Regions from separate parts of the Macaca mulatta genome. Here region 1 is linked to region 2. Evidence: chromatin contacts called from public Hi-C data. All regions are on one chromosome and are shown on one strand. Each heading gives the region's core, a stretch centred on a gene start, on an enhancer-like site or on the middle of the called end of the contact. The rest is flanking DNA. Distances are from core to core; before and after follow the strand shown.

What was found. A called contact is a pair of places that touch in the nucleus more often than the background predicts.
Region 1: a Hi-C map of fetal cortex germinal zone shows a contact between it and region 2, with 4 times the contacts expected there. The contact joins the promoter of TCEANC2 here to the promoter of SSBP3 in region 2. A contact is called at or near these places in 3 of 14 Hi-C or Micro-C datasets (fetal cortex germinal zone, fetal cortical plate and liver).

Annotation. Positions count from the first base shown.
Region 1 is chr1:186,555,958-186,563,277 of T2T-MMU8v2.0, forward strand. It overlaps TCEANC2 (transcription elongation factor A N-terminal and central domain containing 2), which reads right to left and starts at 2,783. Exons shown (of 5, transcript NM_001266853.1): 1 at 2,644-2,783; 2 at 1,890-2,033. The coding sequence starts at 1,991. It overlaps TMEM59 (transmembrane protein 59), which reads left to right and starts at 3,041. Exons shown (of 8, transcript NM_001266204.1): 1 at 3,041-3,396. The coding sequence starts at 3,208. It overlaps LOC144333255 (a long non-coding RNA gene), which reads right to left and starts at 5,552. Exons shown (of 2, transcript XR_013401813.1): 1 at 5,265-5,552; 2 at 3,192-5,085.
Region 2 is chr1:186,198,418-186,205,434 of T2T-MMU8v2.0, forward strand. SSBP3 (single stranded DNA binding protein 3) reads left to right here and starts at 2,793. Exons shown (of 18, transcript NM_001261084.1): 1 at 2,793-2,935; 2 at 3,947-4,019; 3 at 4,239-4,300; 4 at 6,913-6,997. The coding sequence starts at 2,880.

The sequences.
Region 1 (7,320 bases), core at 1,533-4,032, 360 kb after region 2:
GGAGGTTAAGGCAGGAGACTCGCATGAACAGGGGAGGCAGAGGTTGCAGTGAGCCAAGATCCCACCATTGCCCTTAACCCCAGGCGACAGTGCGAAAATCCATCTCAAAAAAAAAAATAATAATAATAATATGGGTGTTTGTAGGTGTAAGTGAGTGTATGTGTAGTTCAACTATTCCTTCCCACCTTTTTCCTGGAGAGAGTCTGACATGATCCCTCATTGAGAATCACTGCTATGTACAATTATCCATGAATATTCTGACAAGGTAGAGACAGTTGAAAACCTTGAATGTGTTCTAAGCAGTCACAGAACTGCAAGACTAGGACAGACTTTAAAGATCATCTAGAGTTCAGTAGGGCTCAATCAAGTGCTGTCTGGAAATATGTGACGGCATTTTCAGTTATCAGAATGGGAGGTGCCATTGGCATTAGGTGCCTGAGAGCCAGGGATGGTAAGTATCCTGTAACTCACCAGCAGCTCCAAATAATGACGAATTATCTTGCCCCATGCAACAATAGCACCCCCTTGAAGAAACACTGATATAGTTCAACCTCCACATTTTATAGATGAGGAAACTGAGGTCTTAGAGAAGGGACTGACTTGCTACTAAAGATCACCTAGTTACCAGTAGGGCCTATTTATACTCTCCTTCACTGCTTTCCAATATGGGTCTGGTAAGTCTGTGGGACATCCAGAAAAGGAGTCCAACTGAGTATGTGTCAAGTACTCAGAATGCTGCCTCGCTCTTACAGTCCTTTGCACATTTTCTCTAGCCCCAGATCCTCCTACCTTCTGAAACCTAGGCTGGAGGTGCAGTTCTGGCAGTTTTAGCATAGAAAGCCTAAAGAATGGATGTCATCCTGGCCAAATACATAAAATGTGACAGAACTCTGAGGAGCACAAACACTAGGAACCTAGTAGAGGAAGAAGAACTGATAAAAGAAAATGAAAAAGTCAGAAATTTAAGAGGCAAGGTTCAGGATGACAAAGGGGACCAAGTACAAGTTGTTTTGTTTCATTTTAGTAAAATAATAATTACTTTAGCACTTATTGGGTGACTATGTTGATTGATTCATTGTATCTACTCTTTGCATCTTGCTTGCAGACATCAGACTGAGTTCAAGGCAGCAAAGAGTTCATTAAAACAGCCTCTTTCCAGCTGGGGGCAGTGGCTCACGCCTGTAATCTCAGCACTTGGGGAAACAGAGGCAGGTGGATCATTTGAGGTCAGGAGTTCGAGACCAGCCTGGCCAACATGGTGAAACCCTATCTCTACCAAAAACAAAAATTAGCCGGGTATCTGTAATCCCAGCTACTTGGGAGGCTGACGCAAGAAGATCATTTGAACCCGGGAGGTGGAGGCTGCAGTGAGCCAAGATCGTGCCACTGTACTCCAGTCTGGGTGACAGAGTGAGACCCTTTCTGAAAAACAAAAACAACAACGACAACAAAAAACAGCCTCTTTCCTGGTCTCAGCTGAAGCTGTAAAGCCATTTGATACAGTTCTGGGCAGTAAGATGTGAGAGAACAGCATCAAAACCCACCCCTAAATGAGTCTGTACAGGGTAGGTATATAGAATCATATCTGGTACTTTAACATTCCTAACAGACTACATTTTGCAAAAGAATAACAACAAATGGGACTTGTCCTACCAGCTACCATACATGCTGTAAACCAGAGTAATTACAAGGGTGTAGCAGAGGTGTGCGGAAATTGATAAATGTAAGTCTGTACAGCTATGGGGGAAACAAAGGAGGAGTGGTCAGGTACACTTTGCGGGAGGAGGCATAACAAGAAATAATTCATAGGTCTTTTCACAACAGAACCTCTGGTACCACCTTGCTATCAGTCCTTTGCACATTTCCTCTAGCCCCAGATCCCCTCTCACCTTCAGAGATTCAATCGTGGCCTGCTTGTAAACCTTTCCTCCAGAATCTTTCTTCTGAGGGCTATTCTGGATTCTAGGCGTTCGAACGACGAATTTATCCATTGTTAGGGGCCTCCGACTACCTTGACGTGCTTGCAGCGTGTTCTGGTCAAGAAAGACGGTAGATTCTAAAACCTCACTAAAGACTGCCGTGATATTTGCTCCCCAAAGTAACACAATTGAGTTCTCTGGAAGAATTCATGAATTATGGGGACTCGAGTGGAATTGACAAGATTTCCTCCTGAGGAACTTCCTAAGAATTGAAACTGTAAACAATCATCAGCCTACGTCCTGGGTTAGGAGGTTCCTAGATTCCAGAAGTGCACGCTCTAGGGGGGATTCCAATATTGCGGGGATTGGCCCAATATTGGAATCCCACCTAGAGCGTGCACCTAAGCCCTCTTCCAATTAAGATTGGGCTGTGGAAGGGTTAGGATTACACTAGGCTCAATGCCGCCCTCTTAACAATCACCTCACCACAGCCACAATCCCAAGGGTTGCCCTGGTAATCAGCAACTGACAACTACCTCCAGAACACAGCAGGGAGTCTCACAATACGCAGCCATCCCCTGGAACAAACTGCTTGGTGGTCAGAGGACCCTACCCACGGCTGTAATCTCTGGATCCCCGAACAAGGAGAAACCCCATCCTCCTCGTTCTCAGCACTCAGGATCCCGGGTAGGGGCACCTAACAACGGCCTGGCGTGAGACCCACCAGGAAAAGCAGCCCTGGCAGCTGCTGTTGGCGCCCTCCAGACTGCAACCCCGTAGGCTCCCAAGCCCAGTCGTCTGTGTTGAAACTAAATAGACGCTTCCTCCCAGGGCTGTAGTTCCTCTGAAGAAACTCCGCCGGCCCTCGCGCCTCTGGCCCACAGCGAACCACATTCCCCAGAATGCACTACGAAGAAATGCGGGCAGAAGGCGCGCCGAGGGCGGCTGTAGTTTTCCGAGACCAACTTTCCCGACAGCACCGTGCGCCTCCCGCCTACGGAGAACTACATGCCCCAGCCTGCCCCGCGAAGGGAAGACAGGCGGACCCGCTTCGCGCTAATGCTCGCGATGGTTGAATTCCCCGCCTCACGCCCGCCTAGGAGAAGTTAGTAGTCCCAGAGGTGGGGCAGGAGGCGGCAGTTTCAGGCGGGTCAGGGCGGAGCTGAAGCGACGGCGGAGGCGGAAGCAACGGTCGGCGGGGCGGAGAAGGGGGCTGGCCCCAGGAGGAGGAGGAAACCCTTCAAAGAAAACAGCAACAAGCTGAGCTGCTGTGACAGAGGGGAACAAGATGGCGGCGCCGAAGGCGAGCCTCTGGGTCAGGACCCAACTGGGGCTGCCGCCGCTGCTGCTGCTGACCATGGCCTTGGCCGGAGGTTCGGGGACCGCTTCGGCTGAAGCATTTGACTCGGTCTTGGGTGATACAGCGTCTTGCCACCGGGCCTGTCAGTTGACCTACCCCTTGCACACCTACCCTAAGGTAGGGCCCGTCCGGAGCGGGCTGCGACCCTTCCCTGGCCGCCCATCTCTCGGCTCCCCACACTTATGTCGGCTCTGGCAACCTGGCTGTTCAATCCGCCTTTCAACCGCTGTCTCCCATCTGTGTAGCTCCTGTTTTCCTCCCTAATCCTGCCTGCACCCCAGTTCCTGCTGTCATTACCGGAAGTTTGTCCTGCACTACCCTGTGATAGGCTGAGGGACACAAAGATGAGAAAGACGCGATCCCTTTCCTCTGGGAGCTAGCCGGGCAGCAGGGGAGTCGAGCACTCAGAGGGAGGAGGATAGAGGAGGATATGGATGGTTAATGCAGGGTCCTCGCCTTAAGGAGCCTAAGGGGGGTTTGTAGAAAGGGAGGCGCAGATAAGCGAGTCCACAAATGATTGATTCATAACCTTTGTTTACTAAGCGCCTCTCGGGATCGGGAGCGTAGTCTTCAGGGAGTCAGACAAGTAGACAATTCCACTGAAGTATAAAAAGCGTCACGAAGGCGGCTCAAGGAGTAGCGAGACGCCCAGGAATGCTGTCTGCCTATGTTGAGTTACTGTGTCCAAGACGCTGCCAAGAGGGACTGGGTTAGAGAAGAGGCAGTTAGGTGTCTGCCTACCAGAAACTGACCACTCAGTGCAGGAAACGGGGGATTCGTGGAGTGGGTAAAGAAACGAGACTGTAGACAGGAGAGGGTTCGCAGCTTACGGAGAGGTAATGGCCTCCTCTCTATGCTTCCCCCCTTTTTAAGTACATACCTAACCCTCTTCACGTTGGTTTTTCAGCGTAAGATCTCTGTTTACTCAACATTCTAAATTGTTTGATGATTCCCACCACACGTTTCCCATGTATGATTTGAGTGTATGCCTTCCCCCACGTTGTTTTATGAGAGCTTTTGTTGATGTTACTGGTGGTTTCCTCTTCGTTTTTCCTTCATCTCCTGTATGCTATTTGCTTAACCATTGTGGCTAGACCTCCTTGCTCTCTAAAACTGGAGTGGCTACGGAGACAGTTCCAGTGAAGCTTAGGATGTTCCATATTGGCGAGTGCTTTCAGGTCTTTGAAATGAAAAGTTCTAAGTGCCGGCACTTCTCAGATTTTGTTTACGGCTGGATTTTAAACTGCATGGAGATTATCAATTTTCAAAAACCGTGGGAGAGGGGAGTGTGCTAAATTTTTCCAGAGATTTATGTAACAATCGAGAAAGAAGTGAGAAGTTTTAACTTCAGACTTAAATCGATGAATACTGCTTCTAACCACGTTATTTTTCTTCACTTCTTGTAAACTTCTCATCATTAAGAGGATTGTATGAGGAAGCTCATTAATATTGATTTGGCCTGGAATTGGGCTGAGACTTACTTTCTATTGTTCTAGGGTTTGTTTCCTTTTTTTGAGATTTTCCTGGCAATTTTGTAGTATAAACCAGAATGTTGGGAGAATAATCAAATAATTTGAAAGGATACCTTCCTGGAACTTGTAGGTACTTTAATAATGTCCACTATTTTCTAACAATTGGTGTGATATCTATAAACCATTTTTACTTATTTAGTAAAGCTTTTCTCACAAAGAACTCCAAATCATCTGGCTCCCTATAGGTCCTGGACTTGAAATTTATATAGACTCCACTGTTAGCCAGAGTGATGGGAGATTTATCATACTATTATTCCTAATTCTCACAACAACCCTGTAAAGTAGGGTTTTAAAATTAAGGAAATTGAGGCTCTGAAAGGTTAAGTGTCTTGCCTAAGGTCACATACCCAAGAAATCGTGGAGTAGGAATTCAGCTTAAAACTGGCTACACTATGCTGCCTCCTATTAATAAACTTGCATTAAACATATTCGGCCGGGTGCGATGGCTCACACCTGTAATCCCAGCACTTTGGGAGGCCGAGGTGGGTGGATCATCTCAGCTCAGGAGATTGCGACCAGCCTGGACAACATGGCAAGACCTCGTCTCTGAAGAAAAAAAGAAAAAGAAAACACTAGCCAGGCGTGGAGACGAGCACCTGTAGTCCCAGCTACTTGGGAAGCTGAGGTGGGAGGCTTGCTTGAGCCTGGGAGGCGGAGGTTACAGTGAGCCGAAATGTCGCCAGTGCACTCCAGTCTAACAGTGAGACCCTGTCTCAAAAAAAAAAAAAAAAAAAAAAAAAGGCTGGGCGTGGTGGCTCACTCCTGTAATCCCAGCACTTTGGGAGGCTGAGGCAGGTGGATCACCTGATGTCAGGAGTTCAAGACCAGCCTGGCCAACATGGTGAAACCCCATCTCTACTGAAAATACCAAAAAAAATTAGCTGGGCATGGTGGCGGGCACTTGTAATCCCAGCTGCTCAGGAGGCTGAGGCAGGAGAAGCGCCTGAACCCGGGAGGCAGAGGTTGCAGTGAACCTGCGCCATTGCACTCCAGCCTGGGCAACAAGAGGGAAACTCTGCCTCAAAAAAAAAAAAACAAACAAAAAACCCACATATTTAACTATGTCACTGATTTCTATTGGCTCTCCTCTGTGCTTTGTGCTCCAGGAAAAAGCTTCGTGTGTTGTAAGAAATTAGATGAATTTTCAAACTCACATAGAGTTTGAAAAACGAGATAGAAATCTCGTTTTAGGCTGGGCGCTGTGGCTCATGCCTGTAATCCCAGCAGTTAGGAACGCCGAGGCAAGTGGATCATGGGTGGTCAGGAGTTCAAGATCAGCCTGACCAACATGGTGAAACCCCGTCTCTACGAAAAATACAAAAATTAGCTGGGCATGGCACATGCTTGTAATCCCAGCTACTCAGGAGGCTGAGGCAGGAGAACCGCTGGAACCCGGGTGGTGGAGGTTGCAGTGAGCCGAGATTGCGCCGCTTCACTTCAGCCTGGGACACAGAGCAAGACTGCATCTCAAAAAAAAAAAAAATCTCATTTTAATGACACTTTTTGAGAACTAATTATTTGTTGCAAGAAAGTAGAATACCTGTTTGTAAGTAGTTATTTTTAAATTATTCTATCTTTTATCTACAGAAAATGCAATTGCATAATTTATCTCGGACGAAAAAACAAGAGACATAAATCATGTTAATAAAAAAGCTAATTATAGCTAGCCTGGTCATTTATTAATGGAGTGTGGTCTCTAGAACCATACAAACCTGGTTTTATTCCCAGTTCCTTGATTACTGTTTGTCCTTGCTGATCACTTAACTTCTATTTATTTATTTTTTAATTTAAAATAATTGAAACAGAGTGTTGCTCTGTTGCCCAGGCTGGTCTCAAACTCTTGGACTGAATGGATCCTTATGTCTTGGCCTCCCAAACTGTTTGGATTACATGCATGAGCCACGGTGCCTGCCCTAAATAGTACCATTGAGGGACCTTCTAATTATGAATTTAGCTGGTATTTCCTATGGTGGAAGCACCATTTATTGTGTCCTAAATCAGAGGAGATACATGTTATATAAGCTTGCCAGTCATTTGGGATAAATAGGGCATGAAATATTTACTTGAAATCATTATTTTTGTATATATAACATGAAATACTTAGAATAAAGATATGATTCTTTTTTTTTTTTTTTTTTTTGAGACGGAGTCTCGCCCTGTCGCCCAAGCTGGAGTGCAGTGGCCGGATCTTAGCTCACTGCAAGCTCCGCCTCCCGGGTTCACGCCATTCTCCTGCCTCAGCCTCCCGAGTAGCTGGGACTACAGGCACCCGCCACCTTGCCCGGCTAGTTTTTTGTATTTTTTAGTAGAGACGGGGTTTCACCACGTTAGCCAGGATGGTCTCGATCTCCTGACCTTGTGATCCGCCCGTCTCGGCCTCCCAAAGTGCTGGAATTACAGGCTTGAGCCACCGTGCCCGGCCAGATATGATTCTTAATAGCTACCAGTTGAGTGCCTGCTCCATACCAGATGTTGCATAATTTGTTAAGTCTTAACACAGTGCCTGGCA
Region 2 (7,017 bases), core at 1,543-4,042:
GGCTCACTGCAAGCTCCGCCTCCCGGGTTCACGCCATTCTCCTGCCTCAGCCTCCCGAGTAGCTGGGACTACAGGCGCCCGCCACCGCGCCCGGCTAATTTTTTTTTTGTATTTTTAGTAGAGACGGGGTTTCACCGTGGTCTCGATCTCCTGACCTTGTGATCCGCCCGCCTCGGCCTCCCAAAGTGCTGGGATTACAGGCGTGAGCCACCGCGCCCGGCCTTGATACTGAAGATCTTCTAACCTCCCTTTGCCATTTGACAGATGAAGCAACTGATGCTCAAATAGATATGCTTGTGTTGCAGCCATGAAGTTGGTAGAGGCATGGCCAATCTGGTAGAGTCCTGGGTCATAGTAGGGCCGGAGAAGGGCAGTGTCTTCTCTTTTTTTAGCCAGGACCAAACCGATACTCCTAATTTGTGGGCCTTGCAGACACAAGATGAGTCAGGCTTCTTGTGAGTCAGTCTGTTGACAAGCCATCCCTGGCCATTCCTAGCCCATTCAAAATAGATGGAAGACCAGGGGAAGGGTATGAGCAGGCCAATTTAATTAGTGTGGGCTCTAAGGTACCTTAAGTTAGCCCTACTGAATTTAAACTGCCTAGGGGAAAAAATAACTGTAATTATTTCCTTCTCTCCTCTATCCTTGTATTCCAACTCCCAACCTCCATGCTTCCCTCATTCACAAAACAACCTTTAAAATAGGGACTAGCACAGAGACGCCCATAAACTAGGTCTCAGCGTTCCTTTTTTCTGCCCCTTTCCCCTGTGAGCGCTGGGTCCTGGAAGGGAGCAGAGTGAGTCCGGAAGTGTCCGCAGGGCCTGGCTGTATTCTAATTTAAGGAGGTTGTTACATTGAGTAGAATATTATTCCAAAAATGCACCCAGAGTCTCCTTCCTGAACCAACGCAGATCCTTTAGCTGCGGGGCATTTCTTTTAAAAGCCCCTTTTCTCTCTTCTACAGATCAAAATAAGCAAACTTTAATGGTAGGGAATTATTGTTTATTTTGTTGAAATCTAGTTCTGAGTTTTCCTACTTGAAACGTGTTTTCCCCAGGACACTGACCTATCCTTTAATTGTTTGGTGCGAGGCATGTTAGGGGGAGGGGCGTTACTTGTTTATTGGAACAGCGCAGTTAAAAAAAAAAAAAAAATCAACCTAGGCTAACAGTTTCAAGGCTCCCCTAAAGATGTATCCAAACAGGCAGCCAATCAGCGCTTACACAGCTTTTTCTGCTTGACTCTTTTAAAGAGACAGTGCCGACAGTGTTTTATCCCATTTAAAGAGATCCGCTCTCTAAAAACAGTCTGAAAATGGGGGAGCCTTCCCCTATTTCGCCGGTACCTGGTCTTAAGAGTCTCTAATGAGGGGCACGCAGTGTGTCTTCTGGGTTCTCGGCGTGGGCAGAAAGGAGTCAGCAGCAAATAGCTGGGTCACTCTGCCAGCCCCCCTCAATTTCCCATTGTACACCTGGGTCACTGACAATGGAAGCTTCCCCTCCCCCTACGCCTGACTCTCGTCCCCTACTCCCCAATTTAGCTCCATTTATTTGAAGTTTGCACATTTCTGTGGCGCGCATTCCGCGTCGCAGGCCGCCCAGGTGACGCCCCCCCATCCCCGAGTGGCACCCTTTCCCGTGGAGAAGCCGAAGGGCTAACTTGCCAGGACTGGCAAACCTTGGAAATTTGGGAGAAATCACTCTCGTTCCTCTTAGTTGAAGTCCCCTGTCCCCAACCCCCCCAGCTCCCCAAAGCACGCCAAAGGCCATTTTCGCGCGGCTCCACTTTGGGGTTTTCCAAAGTATTTTAATGATCTAGTAAAGGAGCAGCCGCGCGCCTCGGCGCCGGCTCGAGCCGCGCCGCTCTCAGCGTGGAGCCCCGGGCCCGGCGCTCGGAAGCTAGACTGGGCGAGAGTGAGGCCCGGGGGCGGGGCGGGCTGGGGGCCGGGCTGGAGTCTGGGGAGGGGCTCGGGGTCGGAGCCTAGGGGGAGGACTACCGAGAGGGAAGGGCGAGATAAGGGCTGGGCTGGCGCGGGCCGCGGCGGGGGGGAGGTGAGGAGCAGATAAGGGAGACGGACGTGGCAGGAGGGAGAGAGCGGCGACCGCTTGGGGGTCTGCGCCCCCTCCCACCGGACGCTGCCGCAGCGCCCCCCTAACCCCCAGTGGTCCACGCCGCGGGGAGCGCCAGTCAGATCCCCCTCCTCGCTGGGGCGAGGAGACCAGGGTGCCCCCAGCCCGATCCACGTCGTCCCCCGCCCCGGCGACAGAAAAGAGAGGCTCGCGCCCCCGGACGCCCCCAGTTCGCTCGCAGGAGCAGGCAGCGGCTCCGCGGAGGCGGCCGCAGCGGGGACTGCCGCGGCCGGCGCTGTCAGGGCGTCCCTCCCGGCCGGCCCGGGCCCGCCCCCGCGTGTGCCGATTGGTCGACGCGGCCATCCATCGCGGGACGTTGCCGCCCGCCTCGCTCCCTCGCCCGGGTAGCCACGTTCGGTTGAGCTCCAAGTAGACCAGCGGCGGCGGCGGCGGCGGCGGCAGCGGTGTTGGAGGCGCAGAGGGCGGCGCAGGCGGAGCCGGGAGGGCGCGCGAGCGAGCGGAGAGCGGGCGGCCGTGCGGGCGGCGGCGGCGGCACTCCAGGCCGAGCCGGCGCGGGAGGAGTTCCAGGGCGATGGGGCCGCGGCCGGGGCTGACGCTTTGACAGCTGGAAAGAGCGCGGAGCCAGCGCCTGGGGGGGAGGGAGGGGAGCGCGGCGAGGAGAGCGCCAGCGAGCGAGAGAGCGAGCGAGCGCCGGGGAGGGGGCCGGGAGCGAGGGGCAGCTCGGGAGAGCCGGAGCGGTAGCGGCGGCGGCGGCGGCGGCGAGGCTCGGCGCCCTCTTCCCTGCAAACCATGTTTGCCAAAGGCAAAGGCTCGGCGGTGCCCTCGGACGGGCAGGCTCGGGAAAAGTAAGCCCTATTTTGCAAGTGGCGGCCGCGCCGCCGCCGGGCTGCGGGCGGGCGGTGGGAGGCAGGTGGGCGGGCGGGGGCCGGGGGCTGCTGCGCCCTCTGGCCCCCGGGTCCAGGCGCCGCCTGCCTGGCCCCTTCCCCGAGGCCGGGGCGGGCGGCGTGGGAGAACCCATTGTTGGGAGCCGGCGGAGGTTGGGAGATCGGGGAAGGGGCGGCGGGGGGAGCCGCCGGAGGAGGTACTTGGTGGCCGTGGCGCGGGCCGGGCGCGGGGCCCCGCGGTGAGTGGTGGGCGAGGTCCCGCCAGCGAGCCTGGACGCTCGCTCCAGCCGGGCGCTCGCCGCGGTGGCCGCACTTTGCCCACCGGGCGCGGGCAGGGGGCGCGTGGCTTCTGCAGCCCCGAAGCCTCCTTTTGTCCGCCGGCGGCGTGAGGAGTGCGTGCCGGGGGCTTTGTTCGGCCGGGAGCGCTCTCCCTTCCCTGCCCTCGTATTCGTCACTGGGTCCGCGTCCTCGGACGCCGGGCTAGGCAGCGACGGTGGCGCCGGCTTGGCCCCAGACTTGGGGCACAGTTGTTTGGGGGGAGGTGACGAGGGTGGTGCTTTGCTGCCCTCTCTAGAGCGCGCCAAGCACCCGGAGTCCAGGGCTGAGTCTCCCTGGACCTCCAAAGCCGGGGAGAGCGTAGCGAGGACTGGGTCGGGAAAGGCAAGGTGGCTGTGGGGTCGAGTGGCTTGCGAGTTTGAGGAACCTAGGTGGGTTTGTCCCCGACGCGACTTGGAAGTTCAAGTTTGGGGCTGCTCTCCATCCCTCACTGCTTGAGGTAACGCGTTCCCCGGTCCCCACCCCCTAACTGTTCGCACCTGGCGGCCCTGTTTGGGGTTAGCTAGCTGCTTACCTCTGGTCGGGGCCACAATGGGACGGCGCAGACAGGGCTCAAAGCCTGCTGGCAAGGTCCTGGAGAGCGCCGGTGGGATCTGACTCCTTCCCCTCTCTCTTTGCTCCCTGCCCACTTTCCAGGTTAGCTTTATACGTCTACGAATATTTACTGCACGTAGGAGCACAGAAATCTGCACAGACCTTCTTATCGGAGGTGAGTGGGACTCCCCCCAGCATCCAATTTCTTGACACCCCCCTCCCCACTATTCTTAGAGCCTTTGTTTTCAGGAGCAGCCACTGTGGCCACCATTTTGAATTTTTATCACCTTTTGGCATTTATTGTTAGTTGGTCTTCCCAGCCTTTTGGCTCTAGGAAGCCCCCAGCCCACCCCGTGTCTACTCCTCTAAGCTGCCTCCGCTCTTACCTTTCCAGATTCGATGGGAAAAAAACATCACGTTGGGAGAACCGCCTGGGTTTTTGCACTCGTGGTGGTGGTAAGTTTGTGTGATAGTTTTGCATGTGTGTTTGTTTTGTTCTGAGCCCTGGGTCCAAGTGAACAAAGAAGGGAGGCCTGGAGCAGGCCCTCCACCCTGTGGCCCTCCGCGTTGCACAGAGCGGGGCACCTCGAGGCACTCCGGCCCAGCTGGCCAAGGAGGAAAAGGGCAGAAGAGGATGCTACCTGAAGTTTTGGGGAAAAACGACAAAATAATCTGTGATGTTGGGGTAGAAACTCCTTACTTTTACATCTCACTCTGGGGCTCTAGGCAAGGGTTTGAAAAAACATTGGAGGATTTTTGTCAATTCTGCATGTTGCTTTAATTAGAGGAGTGGGGGTGGGGCGGCGTGGAGGGGATACCAGGTCTGTTTTACAATTAGCCTGTCCGTTCCTTTTTCTCCTCGGAGCTTACAACCTTAAGATAGGACATCTACGGGGCTTTTTCCAGGCACCCTGAGAAAAAGCAAGAAAGGGCTGCCACTTCCTTTAAAGATACTGATTCAGACTGACTGGTCCTTCCTTTCCTCTGGGAGCTCCCCGCCCCCCTCCCCCACTAAAACCACAAAGTGTTGTTTTAGGCAGAACCTTAACTGGTCAGAGTCGACCTCACAGTGTCTGTAGTTAGGGGCTCCCACTCTCTGTGACTCTCTTACCAGGTCTCTGTGTCCTTTGGGTGTGGGGCCACCGCAGGTTTGGTCTCTGTTGGGTATACGACAGCCAAGAGGGAGCTTAGGGTCAGCCGGACCCAGTTGCCCTAAGTGTATGACCCCGGTGTTTTGTGCCACTGACTGGTGGAGTCTTTAACATCCTTTTGAAACAGAAAAGAAAGCAGAGTGGCTTTTGATACTTTGATGGAGTTCAACAAAACGGTGTGTCCTGTCTCATGTCTGTTGGCATCTTAGCGGGTTTACCTGCCAGCTCAGGTTACTGTTCTAAGTCTTAGAACAGCAGGAGGATGAAGTGTCTGTTCTAACTTGTGCAGAGAAAATGAGTTTTTAATTACTTCTGCCAACCTCGGAACTGCAGGTCTTGGAGGCATTAGTGTGGCGGAAGGATTCCACCTGTAGGAGTGGGTGATAGGTTTTCTGTGGCTGTTTTTGGAGGGAGTGTGTGGATGGGGTTGGCAGCTCTGATCGGCTTGGATCTTGTAGAAAGTTAGGCTTATGATTGAAGGTTACTTAGGCTTATGAGTGAAGGCGCTGGGGAATATGTAGTGTTGGAAACCTTTAACGTGTGGAGGAGGTAATCAGATGTGTACAGTTCCAGAAGACAGAAAGAAATGTTCTTTAGCCCCTCTCTGCAGCTAGTAGAAGTCCCTGATTTTCCTGTTATATCCAGGAGCTCCTGAAACTTCTCCATCCTTATCTCAGGCATAGGAACGTAGAGTCTGTTGTGTGAGGCCCGGGCGATGGTGGCTTATGAGTGGCTGTGGTCCTGTTTGGTAGAAGTTGGTTCCTGCGATTTGACACTGAGCAAAATGACCCAAGGAGGAAGCAGTGGAGCTTGTCTGGTGAGGGGCAGGCTGCATTATTCACACACCTTGAGTGAGATGCTTGTCTGATGACTTGCAGAGCTGCCTGTTTGTGACGAGGACAAGAGCATTGGACCAGGAGTCGGACTTTGGTTTTGGTGCCCACTTTACCCTTTAAGCTGGTTCTGTCCCTGGGCCTTGGGCTCCTGATCTGGAGAGTTTCTTAGGTCCCTTGTTAATAACAGTGACAACTCCGTCTTTGAATAGGGCTTTATTGGTTGACATAGGACTTGTATGTCTGTTCTCGTACAAAATGTTGGAGTGACCCTACAAAATCTTTAGTGGGGGATGAGGCAGGCATTTCTGGGCTTGCTTCCTTCTTCCCTTTGCTGACAGGTGCTTCTCTGAAGAGGGCCCTCTACTGCAGTGTGAAAGGACCAGATACTTGGATGTCCATGACCTGTCCTTTGCCTAACTGATTTGTGTTTTTTGGTGCGTGGAGGGAGGAGTGGTTCTTGCATAAGAATTCCTTGGGGGAGGGCTTGGGTGGGAGTGGGGGTGGGGTGGGAAGGGTGGAGGTGTGGGCTCTGGGATTAAGAACCTGTAAAATTTCCTTTATTGACAGAGTCTCTCCTAGATTGCTGGATGTATGAATCATAGTTATGTCCTGACTTTGGCACTTGAACCTTTTTTAGGATATGCAGCCATTTTGGTTTGGGTGGTGAAAAGAAAACAGATGAGACCAGTATGGGTTCTCATCCACATTTGCGTTCGTCCTCCTAGGGCATCCATGAGTGGGTTCTACTAACCCCTTTGAGCTTCAGTTGCCCCCTGTGTAAAGTGGAGAGAAAATTGCCTACCTTATAGTCTATGGTAGACACAAGTAATACGGGTGTGAGGCATCGGGCACGCAGTAGGTATTTGATATATAAGAACTATTACTCCCATTACTAATGGCTGACTTGCCAGAAAAAGTTGGACGTGTTCTGTTTTTTAGGCTGTTTGCCCAGTGAGAGCTGATAAGGTGGGATTGAGCCTTTGGGAGACCTAGTACTGTTAGCGCCATGCATTGTGCACTTGCCGTTGTGTACACAAGTAATAATTAGTAACCTGACCTTATTGTATTTTCCTCCTTGCAGTGTATTTTGGGACCTTTACTGTGCCGCTCCTGAAAGGAGAGACACTTGTGAACATTCGAGTGAAGCAAAAGCCTTTCATGATTATGTGAGTAACACATTTTTAAT